Linked DNA regions of Mus musculus: region 2 is linked to region 1. The links are chromatin contacts, called in public promoter capture Hi-C maps. All regions are on one chromosome and are shown on one strand. The core of a region is the stretch at or near the end of the contact, and the rest is flanking DNA. Distances in the headings are between cores, read along the strand shown. Region 1 holds the start of Ipmk (inositol polyphosphate multikinase). Region 2 holds the start of Rsph14 (radial spoke head homolog 14 (Chlamydomonas)).

The links. Promoter capture Hi-C pulls out the DNA fragments that hold promoters and counts their contacts.
Region 2: a contact with region 1 is called in a promoter capture Hi-C map of second pharyngeal arch cranial neural crest. The contact joins the promoter of Rsph14 here to the promoter of Ipmk in region 1. A contact is called at or near these places in 5 of 39 promoter capture datasets (cranial neural crest, frontonasal cranial neural crest, maxillary cranial neural crest and 2 more).

What each region holds. Positions count from the first base shown.
Region 1 is chr10:71,344,875-71,351,562 of GRCm38.p6, reverse strand. It overlaps Ipmk (inositol polyphosphate multikinase), which reads right to left and starts at 3,800. Exons shown (of 6, transcript NM_027184.2): 1 at 3,473-3,800. The coding sequence starts at 3,611.
Region 2 is chr10:75,030,160-75,036,847 of GRCm38.p6, reverse strand. Rsph14 (radial spoke head homolog 14 (Chlamydomonas)) reads left to right here and starts at 4,295. Exons shown (of 7, transcript NM_001163535.1): 1 at 4,295-4,344; 2 at 5,490-5,734. The coding sequence starts at 5,536. Gm40692 (a long non-coding RNA gene) reads right to left here. Exons shown (of 4, transcript XR_003948909.1): 3 at 6,015-6,139; 4 at 2,370-2,535.

The DNA.
Region 1 (6,688 bases), core at 2,551-5,050:
GGTAAGGATGGAGGGCTGTCCTGAGGAACATGGGGGAGGGGGGGACCCACATTATTCAAATAAGACTAAATGAGGCTGAGATTATCACTACAGAGCTGCAGCACTTAAATCCCCACAAGACATAAATACACTCTGGCTACAGGACAGAGTACGGATTTTCTTAGGAAATCCACACAGAAGTGTCACTATATAAATGGCAGGACACATGCAACCTACTTACAGAAAGTTCAGGAAAAAAAAGTCATGTGCAAGCAGCTGAGAACAGACGGGGCAGCATGGCTCCGTGCTCCCATCTGCTGTCCCTGTATCTCTTCCCTGCTCTCCACTACAGAATGAGCAGACCAGTGACGAGAAATAGCGTGAGGCTTCCTACCGCTGGTGGCTTCCTACCACTGGTGTCAGCTCAAACCTTCCCCACAGACCACCACATCTCTGCATACCTCCTTTGAGCCACTTGTTTAAAATGTTAATTAAGGGCTTCTCAGTGAAGCCAGTGGTATGGGATAAAATATAAGAACAGAAAAAGATTGAACACAAACATTTGAGAACACCGGGGATTTCAACTGATACAGTCTATTGCGTTTTGGTGGTGTGGTGTGGTGTGGTGTGCAAGAGGAGCTATGGTGTCCAGGAATGACCTAAGACATCTTCTGCTACAGCAGACACAAGCACATCTCACCAGAGAGGAACCGGTAAGCAAATTCTGATTCGAGCACTCGGTCGAAGACAACTGTTCCAAAGACTGAACGACAGGGCAAAGGAGAAGCTCCCAGAGGCACCAGGCCACCAGGCAGCAGTGTGTTTGATGAGGGTAACTGTCACATCGCCCGCCAAGGAACATCTATACAGAAATGAACATGGTTTAACAACAAGATGCAGCCCAGGTCAAAAAACAAACAAACAAACAAGCAAACAAACAAACAGTGTGTGCCTCTGGAGTGTCCGAGTAAAGGTTCAGAATGCTGTCAGTGTGTATAGTTAAGTGCCCCAAAACAATGGCCCAGGGGCACTCAGAATGCAGGTGGCAGCTATTAACCCTAGGGCAACCAATGAGGGGTGGCATGATTTTCTTTTCCTGTCCTTGAGACAAGATCAATCCTAAAATGAAAACCCCCGTTACAGTGTATAGCTGCAGTTAAACATGACAATGAATACAACCTCTACAAAGTGTTCCCCAGCTTAGTGAGGACTAAGGCGGTGGTGGCCCCTCGGCAGTGTGCTGGGTAGGATCTAAACAGTGGCTCTCAACTTGTGGGTTGTGACCGCTTTGGGGGCAGAAAGACCCTTTCCCAGGAGTCACCTAGGAAAACGTGGATATTTACATAACGAGTCATAACGGCAGCAAAATCACAATCAGTCATGAAGTACTGATGAAAGCAGTGTTATGGTGGGGGGGTTACAACAACAGGTGGAACTGTATGAAGGGTCGCAGCATTGGGAAGGCTGAGAACCACTGCTCAAAGCAATGTGACCCATCTGTGACAGTGGAAGGGAATAATAAAAATGGCTGAACTTTGAACGGCTGACTACCTTGCTATCTATTTATGAGCAGGGAAGAGGACTGGTGCCGTCTCCAGTGTAAACATCTGAGAATCCAAGGGGAACAAACATCAGGCTGCGGGCACCACAAGAACCTGTTCTCTCAGTCAAAAGAATCTAGTGAAATTGAAAACAAACAAACAAGAAAACCCTTAAGAGCAAAACTAGGGACTACTTTCTCTGAAATCTCAATCGTTTTTTTCAACGAAGCAGTTCGGGTGAGAAATTAGCTCTTTCCAGGCTGTTTGTTTGGGACATGGTTTAAAGTCACAATCAGGGCACTCTGGAATTATTCACCAGTTGGCTCTAAACAGGGCGCTAGCATTGTAAGCTAGTCCCAGGTGCCAATCACAGATGATCTTGATTTGGGTCTGTTTTTTACATAGTCTCCAGGACCTCCAGGGAATTAATCACTTTCTTAGGCCTTTAGGAATCCCATTGTTTCGGGTCAAGCAGACTCCAGATATGATGCACAGAAGGAAATATCTTAGCCAAGAACCTCAAGTGTGCAGTTTCCTAACTCTGATGTAGTCTTTCAACATTTCCTGATGGCAGCTGAGCTCCAGGCTGTGTGCTTCCCACAAGCACAGTAAAGGGTGGGTGTTGGTTTGGTTCTGGGACAGTGTGTCAGTGTGATGCTTAACCAGGCTTGTCTTAAAATGCAGGTTCATGCCTATACCCTCAGCTTTATATCCAAAGTTCAAGGCCTGCCTAGGCTATAGTGAGTTCCAAGTGGTACTTAGGGAGCCCTGTCTTTAAAGAAAAAGAGGAAGTCCTCGGGAATGTAGGTCAGTGGTAATGCTCTTACCTAAAGTCTTAGACTCAATCCTCTATACCACTGAAGAGAGAAAAGAAAGAAATTTATTGCCTTACCAGCCTAAACCTGAAACGCTTTATCAGCAAAACACATACCCACATACCGTCTCTAACGGTTGTTCCGGGTCAGATATCCACAAGAGTCCCAAGTTCACCCTACACTTCATATGACTACCGTGCCCAAACGCTGTGAGTATCGGACTGAATTACAGTCTCTGCCCTGGAGTGGACCCTGCGCTGTTTCTACAAATCTTGAATTCACAAAGCACATAACAAATGCCAGGGAACAGTCTATAAAGATGAATAAGGAAAGAATGCATATTTTATATGTGTACTGTTCTCGGGAACAGCCAGTGTGAAGCCTACCCAGGAGGCAAGGATCTGCACCGCCGAACCACGCCTCCCAGCGCAATCAAAGACACTGGAGAATCCTTCTCAAGGGACAGGGAGTGATCCTGGATGAGCCAAGGCAAGTTTAAAAACATATAGCAGTTTGCTTTTGATTCCCCTCCTGCGACGGGTTAGCATCAAGCATCTGGGTCCCTCTAACAATTACTATTCCTGGTAATAAACAGAGCTTGAGCTCCAGAGAGAATTTACTTCCCGGTCCAGAAAAGAAAACCAAGTTCCTTATTTTTACTAACGCCTTCTCCAATCATCACTCGCCTTCCCTGGAGCGAAGGGGCACGCCTCTCCGCGCCACTAGGAGCCTGTGGCTGCTCCTGGGGGCGCCCGGCTTCCTACCCCCGGGGACAGGGGACACTCGGGACAACGGGAGCCGGTGACTCTAGGCTGCGGGACGCCTGGGGCCGGGGACTGCCGTGTGGGGACCAGAAGAGTCGTAGACAGCTGTGACCGGGATGGGAGGCCAGGGAACGCCAGGGTGGGGACAGAAGAGCTGGGGACAGCTAAGACAGTGACCCGGAGGCCTGAGAATGCCGGGGTGGGGAGAGTGGGGACCAGTGACTGTAGGGGTGGCGACGGCTAAACCCACAACACCACCGAGGCTGGGGACAGCGGAGGCCGGGGACTGCCAGAGCAAGGCACGGCGGAGGCCGGGGACTGCCGGGACAGAGCACAGAGAGGACTGGGGTAGGGGACCCGAGGCCGCACTCACCCACTTTGTCCTTGCCGTACATGTGGCCAGCCACCTGATGCGACAGCGGCACGCAGCCTCCGAGCAGGCGCGGCACCGGCGGGCTGTCTCCGGTGCTTCCCGGCGGCCGCAGGCGCAGCGCTGGGGGCTCGGCGGCCATCGGGGCGGCGACACTCGGCGTCAGGCGTCAGGGAGGACCGGGGCGGCATCGCCCGCGCAGGCCCAGCGCGCGGACCCATGCCGAGACCGCGCTGCCCGCTCCGCGGCCCGCACTCTGAACCCCGGCCGCCCGCGCCCGGGATAAGGGCGCCGCGGCCCCGCCTCTGCCCGCCCCCTGTGCGCTCCGGCCGGGCGAGCTCCACTCTGAGCATGCGCAACAGCTACTCGCCAGGATCCCGCCCAGCGGTGCCGAGCATGCCCAGAGGCTACCCTACTGGATCGGGGCCAGCTCCACACTGATCATGCGCAGAAGCTACCGGACCAGACCTGCTCACCCCTTCCACGGAACACGTCCAGAAGGTAGACCAGCGCCAAACTGAGCGGGTCTAGAGTCCCAGCCCGCTGCCGACCTGCACTGAGCATGCTCAGAGGCCGCAGGATGGGACTTGTCTCAAATGCCCCTGCTTGCATCATTACCAGCAAGCACTTCAGGGAGCGAACTGGCGTCCGGAGTCCCTATGTGAAAAACTCATTAGACCTAGGAGACCCGCAGCAGAGCAACCCAGAGAGGTGACTGGTTAGGGGCAGACCTCCCACAACGCCCTGCCCTTTCAGATCAAAGAGACAGAAGCATCCTGACTGAAGATGTCTCTTCTCACACCTTCCAGTTGGCACCCTGCCCGACCACTACCTCAGAGTACTCATGACAAGTTTATGTGTTAGACATTGACAGTCATCTTAATTCATTTTTTTTTTTCTTAAGCTTGTTAATTGTGCTCAGGGAAGCCAAACGAGTGGGGTTTCTTGGAACTGGAGTAACGGGCATTATGGGCACACCGATGAGGACGCAGGGAATCAAACTTAGGTCCTATGCAAAAGATATATTGCTTTTAATCTCCTTTAAAAAAATTTTTTAATAATGCTTTTTTTAAAGATTTATTTATTTATTTATTGTCTGTGAGTACTCAGTACACTGCCACTGTCTTCAGACACCAGAAGAGGGCATCGGATCCCTTTACAGATAGCTGTGAGCATTATGTGGTTGCTGGGAATTAAACTCATGACCTCCGGAAGAGCAGGCAGTGTGCTCCTAACTGCTGAGCCATCTCTTCAGCCCCAAGGCTGAATCTCTTAAGTGCCAAACTCTGGTGGAAACAGAGTAACACAGTTCCTGCTGCTGGTACAGGGCCCTGGTGTGAGCCTCCAGATGTTGCTGAGCCCTTCGTGGAAAGTGTCCAGTGTCTTCTGTGGGCATAAGGCTTGTTTGTGTAATAAATAATGTACATGTTTTCACATCCCTTCAGGGAATGTCCTCTCTCTTAAGGATAATGACTCCATGATAATCTAAGACAGCATGAGTATTACAGGAGGCAAAGGTGTGGCTAATGTTTCAGCAAAATGGTAAACCCAGGACCTTCAGGATGCAATATGAATTATGAGGGGCTTCAGGACTCTAAAGGAGCAAAGACAACTGCACTAATGAGCCAGCTTGTCAGAAAGATACAAAGACAGGCAGATTCCTGAGTTCAAGTTCAGCCTGGGGCACAGCAAATCCAAGCTCAGGTAGAAATGGTCTTTTCAGGAGATCCACCCAGCTAGCTGATCCCACCCAGCTAGCTTAGCAACCGTGTGTAACACAGCAGGCAGATCTCGGAATTCTTTTGCAATGTTAAAAGAAAACATGTGCTTGCTGTTTTCCTAAGAATCAAAGGGGTGGGGTCAGGGGATGCTGATTCATAGGATAATCAAAAGAGAACCTGGAATAAATAATTGAATTGAGGTGTAAATTTAAAAAGAAAAATGAAAAAAAAAAAAAAAACAAACCAGGACTTTTGAGCTAGCAGACAGCAATAACAGTTCTTTAGAATTTCCTCTAAGCGGGGCGTGGTGGCGCACGCCTTTAATCCCAGCACTTGGGAGGCAGAGGCAGGCGGATTTCTGAGTTCGAGGCCAGCCTGGTCTACAAAGTGAGTGCCAGGACAGCCAGGGCTATACAGAGAAACCCTGTCTCAAAAAACCAAAAGAAAAAAAAAAAATAGAATTTCCTCTAAGGAGAGCAGAGCTGTATGGAGATCTCTGGAGATCGAAAACAGCTCTTCAAGAATATTTTCTTGAGAGAATTTCCGACTTGGTTTGAAGATCCAATAATTTTTTGTAGCAGTTTTTCCTGATAGCTTCTAGTTTTACTAGCAGAGAAAGCTATCTCAATCAGAATTTGTAAAATAGCAAGAAAATCTGTCTACATCAGAGCAGAACACAGAGAGAAAAAGAGAGAGAGACAGACTGAAGGAGGGAAAGAGGGCGGGCAATTTGGAAAGCCATCTTAGCAGAACCAAGGCCGCCAGCTTGGACCCAAGTCGTTTGTTTTCGCCGCTCCCAGGCACCCCTTCTCTCAGAACCCCTCTCCATGCAGAAGCTGGTCCTAGGCATCTAAGCCACTGCAGCCTTCTAAATCGTTTTTCTAAGTGGACAGTCTACTTATGTTTATTTATTCATGGCAATGCTGGGAATTGAAGGCAGAGTGTTGTGCATGTTGGGCAAACACCATACCGTTGTGAAAGCAGAGAGCCGCTGAGCTGCTTCACCAGCCGAAGCAAGTTGTTTTTGTTTTTGTCTTTCTGGGACTTTCTGGATGCATGAGTGGCAGGGTCAGAGGCTGAAGGGATGGAGGCCCAATGTGGCTAGAGGAAGCTCTAGACACAGCTCCATCGATGCCCGTGTGCCTGCACTGGCATCCTAAGGCAAAATCTGTCTTTGCGGGACCCACAGTGGAGCTGGTCAGATTTGCAGGACCCACAGCTGAGCTGGCCACACCTTGTGTAACTTATTACCAAAAGTCAAAGGATCGGCAGGCCATCGGCCGACAGTCCTGCAGGTACTTGTCCTGAGTCACCTGAAACGCTCTCAACTGGACCGACGGTAAAACCCGGCCTGGATAGGCTCGCCCGGGCGGCGCAGACGCAGTCACCGCCTTGGCGCCTAAGGCTATCCCGCGGTTGTCAAATCCTCACCCGTCTGCCGGGTTGGACCAGCTGCGCATGCGCGACTCTACCGGCGCGCCGGCACACGCGCTCCCAG
Region 2 (6,688 bases), core at 3,046-5,545, 3.7 Mb before region 1:
GTGCCTGGCTTCTGGAGTGCAGGCTGAAAAATTAATTTCCTCGGTTAATGGATGTTTAAAAAGCGACTCAAGTTACTGTGCTCCTTCCAGCTAGTTTCTGTTGAAAAGCAAGGTGTGGAGGATAGGATGTATTCCAGAGGCCTTATAACTCTTATCAGAACTCTTACCAAAATTGAAAAGTTCAGGTTTCCCAACTCTGTTCTCTCTCTCTCTCTCTCTCTCTCTCTCTCTCTCTCTCTCTCTCTCTCTCTCCCTCCCTCCCTCCCTCCCTCCCTCTCTCTCTCTGACAAGAAAACTAAAAGCCTCATTCAAAAAGATTTGCCTAGCGAGTTAGAAATAGAATTGAACCCAGATTTTCTGACTCCCAGCCCAGGGGGTATTCACACTTTCTTAAAATAAAACTAGGGCAGTGTGGGCTAGAGAGGCCCTTTGTGAAGGACAGCGGCAGGTAGATTTCTAAGTGTGGTACTGGATCCTTGGTAGATCTATTTCAATTGTCTTTAATGCAACAGGAAGTATTCTTATGCCTTTGCTTGAGACCTTTGTTGAATGATTTGATTTCTTTCTGTACTTTATGTATATGGGTACTTTTGTCTGCATGTACATCTGTACAGAAGACGGCATCAGACAGTTGTAAGCTGTGCTGCCATGTGGGTGCTGGGAATTTAACTCAGTATCTTCAGAAGAGCAGTAAGTGCTCTTACTCACTGAGCTATCTCTCACCACCACCATCACACACACACACACACATTGGAAACAGGGTTTTTCTGTATAACAAACCTGGCTGTCCTAGAACTCTCTCTGTAGACCAGACTGGCCTTGAACTCAGAGATTCTGAGATCTGTCTGTTTCAGCCTGCCAAGTGCTCTGATTAAAGGCTTATGCCACCACGGCCTGGCAAGTGGTTCCACTTCTAAGGCCTCAAGTTTAAAGGGTCCTATATCTCCAAAGCTCAGGTTACTCAGCTTTTAAAGGGCCCCGATAAGGTTAAGGGTTTCTTGTGAGGATGCTGCTGCTGGAGACTTGAGTTCTTGTAGCACAGAAGTAATAGAGAGGAGACCGGGGTGTGTGCAGGATCGGCAGGCAAGGCTTTTTATGGCTAAGGAGTGGGGATGGGGCAGGACTGGTAGACCCGTTTTTCTCCTGGAACAAAATGAGAAACAGGCCTATGTTGATTTGCCAGGGTGGGTTAGACACAGATGATGGTCGCCATGCTGACAGAGCTCCCCTGTAGTCTTTTTAAAAACTGCTTGTAGCAAGCCCTCGTGTAGTCTAGGCAGACCCCAAATTTTCCATGATAGTGGCTGTGAACTCCTGATCCTGTTGCCTCCTTCCCCCATGTGATAGAATAATGGGCGTGTACCATTTGCCTATGTCTTCCTGGACTTTAAGGACATGAGGTGGGGGTGGTAACTTTGGGACTCTGGGTGTTTATTTTATAGCAGCTACTGAAAGATTAGCTCCAAAAAGATCAATCCCCCATGCAGGGACAAAGAGCATTTCAGTGGAATCTTACGGCTGCCCTGGCTTTTCATCCCTTCTCAATCACCCATCAGATGTCTCTAGACTCCACTGAGTAGTCTTCATCAGAAGGAGCCTTCAGATCCCCGAGAAGGCATCTAAACACACATCACCATTGCCCAGATCTAGAGGTGTTCTCTACAGCAAAACACTGGCAAACTATTTTTTTTCTTGCCTCAAGTTTATTTGTAAAAAAAAAAAAAAAAAAAAAAAAAAAAAAAGCCCAAGACACTGGTCATCTGCAAATAGTGTGTAGGTAGGTGGGTGTGTCCCAGCAGTCCATCTGTCTTCACACTGGCAGGAGCCTTTTTCTATGGGGCCGTCTCAGGGGCCTGGGCCCCTCTGGGAGCCTGAGCTGGAGCTGAAGCTGGACCTTAGCTGGAGCTTTGGCCTCTGCCTTGTTTGAACCTCGGGCTTTGGTTGGCAGAGCCTATGCCCCTTGGCCATGTAGCTTCGAATCCACTTCCCAAGCTTGGGGTGAGCGATGAAAGGCAGACGGCTGACTCTGCGGCTGGGGCCCTTTGGCATCTTGGGCTTGATGGCCTGAGGCTTCACCAGGGCCTCGATGGCCTCTGCACGCGCACTCACTGCCTTTGCATTGTTGGCCTGCATCTTCTTCAGGCCTTTCTTGTTGTGCTTCTTGGCAAAGCACATGTTCCTTAGGAACTTGCAGTCAAATCCCTTAAAAGATTCGTATCTTTGTGACTGCTGGGGTTTCTTTCCTTTCCTTTCCTTTCCTTTCCTTTCCTTTTTTTTTTTCTTTTTTCTTTTCTTTTTTTTTTTTGTTGTTGTTGTTTTTCAAGACAGGGTTTCTCTGTGTAGCCCTGGCTGTCCTGGAACTCACTTTGTAGACCAGGCTGGCCTCGAACTCAGAAATCTGCCTGCGTCTGCCTCCCAAGTGCTGGGATTAAAGGTGTGTGCTTCTTGACGCCATTTCTGAGCCATTTTTGGGACTGGTTCTATGGTTCTTGGACCTGGCCATGTCTGCACGGTAACCTGCAGCGCTCGCGGCACCTGGGACCGGAAGAGAAAGAGAAACGCCAGCAGTGCAGCATGGGAAATAGGGCCGACACTGCTGGAAGGTCCAACTGATGGGAAACTATTATTCAGTCTGCCATATTTGAGCATCACTGTTGGCAGGATTTAGAGTTACCCTCAGGTGAACACCTCTGCGAGTGTCTGTAAGGATGTTTCCAGAGAGCTTTAACTGAGAAGTACTTACCCTGAATATAAGTTGAGCACCAGTTGGGCCCCAGCGTTCGCCTTTACCTGCGCCTAGTTCCATCGGGTTACCAGAAGGTGAAGTGTCAGATCTCAGAGTCACTTCTGCTGTCCTGCCTTGCTGCCATGATGGACCATACCCTCAATATGTGAGCTGAAATAAATCCTTCTCCCCTCAATTTGCCTTTTGTCTGGTTTTTCGTCATACTAACAAAAAAACTGTCTCATGTGCCCAATGGGTGACCTCTCTCCTAGTGACCTTTGACCCGACTAAGAACAAGGGAAACTACAATGCTTTGAATACTTGCTCCCCCGATGGTGGAAGCGTCAGACTGTGGGAGGGGCCAAGTCACTGAGGGGAAGTCCTTAGAAATAGCTATCCTCTCTCCTCTCCTCTCCTCTCCTCTCCTCTCCTCTCCATCCCTGGTTCATAGTTCATATTTTCCCACTGCCATAGTCTGCCAAGCACCGGTGGGTCAGACCTCCTGAAATTCCAAGCCAAACTAAAAGCTTTTCTCACGTAAGTTGCTTCTCCCAGGCATTCTCTCACGTCGAGGAAAGAGTAACTAATACATTTGGTAATGTGTGAATTGCAGAAAAAATGCTTTTAAATTGTAACTCTTAACTCAAGCCCATAAGTCATTCATTTTGCATTTATCAAACGCTTCTTGGCATATGCTTGGTACAGAGAGGCAGTAAATGAAACAGACACAGGCAAGGTCTTGCTATGTTAAGGGGGTTAGGCGGCTCTTACTGAGTTGTGTCTATGGGGGATGTCAGACAGATGTCTTGTTACATTCTGTGTGTGTTTGAGTTTGTGCAAGGTCTTAGGGTGTGTGTGTGTGCGCGTGCACGCATGTGCGCACATGCAGGTTTATGTAAAGTCTCCATATGGCGTATGTGTATATGTTAGGGAAGTTAGTCAGGGCTTGCTATATCATGTGTAGTACACTAGGCAGGGTTTTGGTATGTTGTATGTATATGGGAGGGGGGTTAGGTGGGGCCCTCCTATGTGTATGGAGAGTGTAATGGGGTCTTGCTATATTGTCTGTGTCTACCTCCCATGTAGCCGGTAATAAAGGCATGCACCACCACCCAGACTCGGTGAGGAGACAGTCTTTGGGGAGCCAAAGGAGATGTTAGGCAGGTGGTGTTGGGGGCCTAGAAAACCACTTCAGCCAGTATGTACTGGGTGGATCAGCTTGCAGAAATATGGGCCCTGACCGGGCAGTTCTGGGGTCAGGTCTACGTGACTCGGAGAGAGCAACTGAATTTCCTTGAGATTCTTAGCCTTGAACTGTATAAAGTTACTCCTTCACCCGGATGGCCCAAAGCATGCAAAGGTCACAGGAAATCTGTACCACTAAGGAGACTTGTCTTTGTTCTTCATAGTAACATTGTAAAATTATGTTGTTTTTCCCTTCTTCACTGGGCTTAGCCTTAGTCTTTTTGCGCCTGCGCCTTGGCTCCCCAGAGTATTGACCGAGAAGCTGCAGACGCTGGCAGTCTCCTAGCAACCAGGTCGCCTGGTAATGGGCCAAGCGCTCTGGCTGGCAGACACCAGGAGACTTCACGCACTGAGGCAAGTGAGGCAGCTGTGAGGTGGGTGCCTGGCACAGGGCATAGGGGGCTTCCTGACCCACCCAGTTCCATTCACACGGGGCTGGTGCCCTCACAGCCTGGGTCTCGCCTTTCCTGCTGGTAGCAGGATTCCTGTAGTGTGTGCCATTTATAGGAGGGCAGCCCATGTCCCAGAGACTAAGATCCCCTGGAGTGAACCCCATTTTAGAGATGGCTGTTACCTTCCCAGTCTGGGGCTTTTCCTCCTTGTCTTGGCTGGTGGCCTGCCTTGGTTTTTTGTTTTGTTTTCTTTTTTTTTTTTTTTTGTTGGTTTTTTTTTTTTTGTTGTTGTTGTTGTTGTTGTTGTTGTTTTTTAACTTCAGAGTTTGAGTCCTGCCAGGTTCTGCAATAGTGATCAGGATAATAACCACAATCAATATATTCTAAGTTCTGTCCAGCCAGGCTCATGGGTATCAGTTATATGGCTGTGCTGGAAGGGCAGAAAGGAAATACCTAACTCTTCAGCTGCAGAGATGATGCATATAGAAGAGGGAGTGACTTGTCAAGGATAGCCCGTGGACCTGGACTATATCCCAGTCTTAACCCTGAAGCCACATTGCCTATGGTTGTTCAAAGAGTGTATGTGTGGGGGACAAGAAATCCTTCTTTAACCCTTCTTGCAAAAGTGTTCTAAGCATGTCCCCAACAGGAAGGAACAGGGCATCTATTTGATAGTTTCTAGCTTTACCAACTCCCTAGCCAAAAATCTATTTCCTTACATGGACAGCTCTTTTTAAGCAGTTTAGTATCTATCTAACTGGCAGTCACAAATTATTGCTGTCACCAGCTAAGCAGGAGCATCAAAGGAGAACACATGTTGGTTTTTACTTGGCTGGCCTATCCCCCCCCCCCCCGCAACCCCCCCTCGTCTTTGGTACTGTGACTAAGGAACCAATCTACCAAGTATCCCAAGCATTTTCTTCTGTCATTGGGCCACACCCGTGCCGTGACCTTGAGAAATCTGGTCAGCCCCTGTTTGCTCATCAGTAAATCCAGATGAAAGTATCCACCCTGTTTGTCTTCACAGACAGTTTTGAGGCTGAGATGGATAAGCTTCTACCTGATAATAGTAATAATGACAGTTTTTCTTCTGTGTGTGTTTGTTGTTGTTGTTCTTTTATTAGCAGTTTCTACAGAGGTTCATTTTCAAAGCCCTTTGGCAGGTGTGAAAAGATGGCTCATGCCCGCATCTCCATGTATATGCCTCCTGACATCGACCCCACAAAAGCCGCCATTGCTTATGGCTGCCGGGCCTTGAGCAAGCTTAATGAGGAGCTACAGTCAAGGGATCTCCTGACAAGGCAGAAAGCCCTAGTGGCTCTGTGTGACCTCATGCACGATCCTGAGTATGTCTACGAGGCCATCAACATAGGTGAGAGCATCCCACACCCGGTAACCATGGCTGGGGGCGGGGGGGGAGGGAGGGGCTGATGTAGTTCAGACATCAGATGGCATCAGGAGTAAGAGCTGCTACTTATTAAGCTGGATTTCAGGCCAGCCGTGCCCCCAAGTGCAGCGCTACCCCCAAGAGAAGACACATTTTCAATTTACAGGTCTGAAACTCAGTGTTCAGGAGGGGTGTGAATCTAAGGTTGCTTAATCAATACGTTAAATAGGATGGGCTGGAGAGATGGCTCAGTGCTCAACAGTACCTGCTGTTTTTCCAGAGGACCTGAGTTCAGATCCCAGACCCGACATCAGAGAGCACACACCGTCTGCAACGCCAGCTCCAGAGAACGGAGGCTTCTGTCCTCCATGTGCACTTGCACACACACACCTAGATATAATTTTAAATAATATAAGTAAATCCTTAAAAATTTAAGCTGGATCTTTATATGCTAAATCTGTCATCCCTAGATCTAGCCAATCCAAAGGCACAGTGACTAGTTTGTGAAATGTATCTTTCTTTTTTTTTTCATTATGTGGATGTGTCTGTAGGTTGGTAAGTGCTTGTGAATCCGAGGAGGGCACCTGGTCCCCAGAACTGAAGTCATAGGTAGTTGTGAGTTGCCCGATGTGGGCGCTGAGAATTGACCTCAGCACCCTCTGCATGCATGTGGCAGGTTTCCAATCTGACCTCATGTCTCCCCTGAGATCAAAGAAATGTCAAGGGCAATTTTTTTTTCTTTTAGCCCCAGGGTTGACTGACTACAAGAGGAGGAACTAATAGGAAAATATGACTTTTCCTATTTTATTGGGGATTTATCTCAGTGGTAGAGCACTTGCCTACCAAGCAAAAGGTCCTAGGTTGGTTTGGTCCTCAGCTCTGGAGGTGGGAGGGCGGGGCTGAGGGACACACAAGGCTGGGTATAGTGGCACATGCCTT